Regions from separate parts of the Zea mays genome. Here region 2 is linked to region 1. A link is a contact called in public Hi-C data. All regions are on one chromosome and are shown on one strand. The core of a region is the stretch at or near the end of the contact, and the rest is flanking DNA. Distances in the headings are between cores, read along the strand shown.

Region 1 (2,700 bases), core at 196-2,695:
AATCAAATTACTCTCGATTTGTTAGTGTACATGAGGAATGAAAACGTAATATAGACATAATTGTAGTAGTGTAGTGGTAGAGGAGGGTATGCGCGAGTTCAAATCTCATCATTCACAAAACATGTAAATTTGTTTCAAAGTAATAATGAAAATAGTTTGGTGATGGGTATGATAATGTGTAGTGTTTGGAGAGTTGTTCCCATAATTTAAAAAAATAGTTTACTGTTTTTTGGAGGTTTTTTAGATTCTTAATTGGTCGAGTGCTTTTCGACACTCGGCAAAGTCTTTGACGAGTGTCCAAACAAAAGTACTAGGCAACGAACATTTTACCGATAAATTGTTTACCAAGTATTCTTTGCCGAGTGTAAAATGATATTTGCCGAGTGTATGAGACACTCGGCAAAGAACGTGAGTCCGGTAGTGTATATCCCTATCTTCTCTCTTCCACGACCACCGAGCCTATGGTGTCCTCGCAAGCAAGCTACAGTGATGCCACGTCAGGGATCATCTGGCTTCAGGTTCTTCTTCGCGAAATTGGCATTTTTTTTCTTCCACGACCACGGAGCCTATGGTGTGATAACATAGGCGCTACATATCTCATGGCAAAACCAGTTTTTCATCGTCGCATGAAACATGTGGAGATTGATTATTATTTTGTCCGAGAGCGTGTTGCCATGAAATGGCTTGAGGTTTGTGCCATATCGTCGAAGGATCAAGTGGCCGACATTATGACAAAGGCGCTTCCTACTTCAGCATTCAAGCATTTCAGAAACAATCTGAACTTATTTCCACGGTGTCCAGATTGAGGGGGGTATTAGATGAAAACACAGTCTATTCCTATATTAGAGAGAGCCGCATCCCTCTACCGTGGTTCACGGTGGATTAGTTGTGGATTACGATCTCATCCATGTATATCTCTATCTTCTCTCTTCTTTGTAACCACATATATCAGTAATATATAAACATCGGGTGTGACCCCTAGAGGGCATCCAGCCAAGCCAATTAACATCGTTGATACAAAATAGTCAACTCGTAACAGCGATATCTTCAAAAATATATAGGTGATGTGATGCTGTTCTTGGTGTCCAAAGAAAGACATTTGAGTCGGCTACAACTTTATTCATTCATATAGGCACAACAATTATTCAAGTCTCTAAGATGCCTAAACATATATAATGATGAACAAGGACGACGACACTGCTCAGTCTAACTGAAAAAATTCAGAACGTTAGACGAATTTGATTTATTCTGAGGATTATATTATTACTCCACGGAACCCTAACCAAAGTAGCGCTTTAATCCATGCATAAAACACGGCCAAAATCAGTGGATTAATATTTGGCATCTCACCTAAGCTAACTAGGAAAACCTTAGCGCGAGCACGTACGACGAAGAAACTTCTGGCGACTATATACTTTCCGCCATACGTTACAGGTGGTGGTACAGGTAGGCCCCAGCTAGGTTCTAACCATGCATATACAGTGCCAGCCCAGCTTAAGTATTATTGGGCCATAGCTAGCTAGCGGCCGAGGTAGAACGTCTTTCCGCGAGTTTCTGTAGCGGTCCTGGGTGTTAGTTTACAGGTGCTGATCATGCTGTGCTGGTCCATGTCCATCCATCCATAGAGATCATGGACATGACATATATTCTTGTGCTCCTCCGGCCGGCCCGGGTGGATTGATGCATGATGAGGAGGAACTAACACACAAGTGCAAGCTTAGCTAGCAGATCGGCACCGATGCATCGCCATCGGGCCATCATGCCATGTATTCCGCACTCTAGCTTATTCGGTCAGGGAAATTGCAGGACCAATATAATGGTCCCCAAGTTGCATGTTTTGATATGCGAAAGGGACTCACGAGCAATTGCATGCATGCTCAGTGGACGAGTGGAGCACATCCAGCTGAGCTGAGTTGAGAGAGAAATTCCTGCAGGGCATATATCTGAGGCGCAACAAATGTACGTCAGTTGATGCTGGAACAACATCACATGATTGATATGAGAGAGAGAGAGTGTGGATGCAAAATTCAAGTACCTTCAATTGCCTCTCTCTCTCTCTCTCTCACTAGATTCTGAATTGTAGTAGTTGAGTCTGTCTGCCCCCCTCCTACTCATGACCATCACCCATCCCATACACACGGTGTGCCCACCCAATAAATAAACCGGCTCTCAAAGCACAAAACCATCATCATCCCCGGACAAGAAATATCCTCCAATGGAGGCTAGATTGCAGGCGCTACACTACAACAGGAGCGACGAGACGCGCGTCTGAATTTCAGCGCATTAGTAGTCTACAATATCTCGGGCTAGCTAGCTCATCACCACATGCATGGCACCCACACAACTCCATCAGAGACGTACGACCGACCGAGTTTCAGGAGGTCTCCAGCTGCTCGATCAGTTTCTGCTCAGTACTCCTTACAAAAACAAAATAAAAAATAAAACCACTTCGCAGATCTCCAGATATATATACACACATATATACACCTGCCCTGCTTTGAGAAGATCGATATAGTTTTCGCTTAGTAAAGCTAGCAGCAGTCTTTATGTTTAGTCACTGCTAAACTTTGCGAGCCCACACCACACACACACACACACACACGCCATGATCACTGTGGCCGCCAAAGCGGGGCAGTGGAATAAAGCATGCAAATGAATGAATGGCAGCTGCTGGGGAAAAACTGAACAAGTACACCACCA
Region 2 (2,700 bases), core at 85-2,584, 120 kb before region 1:
GGTTCCAGAATAAGATCAAGCATGATCACCAGGCTTCTACAAGCAACAGTCAGGCAATTTCATAGTTCCCCATGACACGTGCCTCTATTACAAGAAGACAGGGCATTAGAATAGAAAGTGCCTAGAATTGTTGCAGTACCTTCTAGTGAATGTGATTCCGTTCAAGCCAAAGGCTCCTAGACGGCCGACAAACAGTTATAGTGGTTAACAGAAATGAAGCACACACTGAACTTCAGTTTTGAGATTAGACGATCAGCACATCCACTGTCACTTCGATGATAGACAATGACAGACATTGTGTGTTATTCAGTTTGATAATAAAGATGTTGGTCTTGCCATCCGACGAGACATGATTTATTTATCTTCGCATAGTGATGCTGTTAACGTCTTAGATACACCAGAAAACGATCCAGCCAACAATGGCAGAAAAATAAAACGAAGTGATGGAGACACCTCATCGACATTATGGAACTATCATTTGGATCATATTTCAAGGGGGAGAATAGAGTGTCTCGTTAAGAAAGACATTCTCCATTCCTTAGACTTTACAGACTTAGAGCAATACAGACATTACGTTAAGAATAAATTTGCTGAAGAATGCAACTATCTGTAAGAATAGAGCCGCTTCATTCTCCTTCGCTCCTCCACCAAACACACCGACACCGTTAGTCTTGGAATGGGGTGGAACACCGCATCCAACAGCTCAGTTGGTGGTGACCGGTGAGATACATGTGCGCCGAATGTTGTTGGAACGAGCCTTCACATTGGTTGTGCTCCACTGTTACTCTACAAACGCTGTAATTCCTACACTGTCAGTCAGTTGCTTCCTCTCTCACTATTTCGGTAGCTGCGCGCATGGCTCCTAAAGTATATATATGCTGTCTTCTATTGTTCCTGTTTGACAGGATGCTAGCACCGAAAGTGCTCAGCGGCATGCCGTATCATTCTCAAGTCGGCAGCAGGCTGCTGAAAGAAGAGAGAGGGAGAGAGCTTTCTGTTCACTCGAGTTTCTTTGAGACCCTTCTTTTCGCGATGGAGTTCCCGATCGAAGATCCTGTCAGCATGGACTTTATCATATATATGCTTTCAACCATGCATCTTGTCAGTGTACACTGTACACACAGTTTTTTTAACAGTGCACAGCAAGTAAAAAAAGACGAGTAGAGTCCATCGAACAGAGAGGCCACTACGGAAGCAATGCAAGCAGCGACACATGTCTTCACAGTAGACAGCAGGGTCCGATTCGGTGGCCGGATCTCGTAGGGCGCTGTTGGACATGCACGCATGTCCCTCCGGGTCCGGCGGCGAGAAGAAGCTGAGTTGGACCGTTCTGGAAGAGCTCGACACGCATGCACACACCACGACGCAACATGGTCAGTGTACAGTGGATGAGCACACACACAGCCACACAGAGAGAGAGAAAGAGAAGGAGCACCACTCGATCACTGGACCAGCGTGCCCCCAGGATCCGTCGAGATAGAAAGCAACACACATGTGCACGTTCACGGCGCAGGCAGGGGCAGGATCGATCTGGCCCGAGAAGCGTGTGCAGCGTCGTCGACGGCTGTCGTTGGTGTGCTGACCACTGTGCCGCCTTACCTGGGAACAGAGAGACACGGCCGGGCCGGGCGGGAGGACCATCGTCTTGCTTTCCTCTCCATCAAGGAATGCGCGCAAAGTGGGCGTGACCACCACTGATCAGAGAGGCATGCATGTGCATCCTGTGCTGCATATGCAGGCTCGTATCGTACGTGCTCGTCATTGCCCCGGGTGTGCTGCCGTGTGCGTCCAGAAAAGAGAGAGGGGGGAAGTGGTTTGGTTTGGTGGCTGGCAAGGCATGCAGTCGTGCGTGCGGTGCGGGTGCGAGTGTCATGCGCGTGCGTGCATGCTCGGAATGGGAGCTTTCAGCTAGCAAGCCGTGGCCGAGACAGAGACGTGTCCTTAGCTGCGTGCGTCCATCTGCTGCTCCCGTCGCCATCCCGCCTGCTTGATCATCCCCTACCCACCAGACTCGCCGCGCGGCCGCGACAGGGACGGCAGGCATGTGTGTTAACAATCCAGACAACAGAATAGCCGCCACAAGTCTCAGGAACTAGAGAAGGTGAGATGGAGGAGAAGAAGAACAGTAGAATTAGGGTTCATCATTCTCGACGACCTTCCTCTCAGCGGACAAGCTGTTTAAGTATCTCATTACATGGCCTCCGGCCCATTAATTAATCCAGTCGCGGCCCACAACCCTGGGATTCGGCCTGCGTGCACGGCGGCCCCTTTCTTCTCCTCCGGCTTCCGACTTGGTGCTCTGTTCCTCTGAATGTGCCTTGGCAGCTATGCTGACATTCCCCTCTCCAAGAGATGGCGGTTGTCCCCAAGCCGCCGCAGTGGGAAAACGTTGACGCAAGGCCACCTCGTCCTCCCATGTGTCAAGGGCTTCATCACAGTTGGACCAGCGCACCTTGACTTGAGCCACATGATGTCCGCCGCGTGAGACTGAGCGCCGCGCAAGCACCAGAACAGGGACCTGTACATCCATGTGAATATGAGGTAAAGACTGACTGACGAGGTCAACAGATTTCACACTGGGTTTGAGCTGGGAGACATGGAAAATGGGATGAATCGACGAAGATGAAGGCAACTCCAATTTGTATGCCACACTGCCAATCCGCTGCAATATTTTGTATGGCCCAAAGTACTTGAAGGACA

Evidence for each region. A called contact is a pair of places that touch in the nucleus more often than the background predicts.
Region 2: a Hi-C map of ear shows a contact between it and region 1, with 2.4 times the contacts expected there. The contact joins two enhancer-like sites. A contact is called at or near these places in 6 of 25 Hi-C or Micro-C datasets (ear, leaf, root tip and 1 more).

The regions. Positions count from the first base shown.
Region 1 is chr10:76,068,631-76,071,330 of Zm-B73-REFERENCE-NAM-5.0, reverse strand. No RefSeq gene overlaps it. Among protein-coding and RNA genes, the nearest start is that of LOC100501068, 32 kb to the right of the region's middle. Within about 2 kb of position 1,445, at least 14 of the 20 cell types and tissues checked have an H3K27ac peak or open chromatin away from gene starts, as enhancers often do. A contact at or near this core is called in ear, where this site is marked.
Region 2 is chr10:76,187,210-76,189,909 of Zm-B73-REFERENCE-NAM-5.0, reverse strand. No RefSeq gene overlaps it. Among protein-coding and RNA genes, the nearest start is that of LOC103641236, 11 kb to the right of the region's middle. Within about 2 kb of position 1,334, at least 14 of the 20 cell types and tissues checked have an H3K27ac peak or open chromatin away from gene starts, as enhancers often do. A contact at or near this core is called in ear, where this site is marked.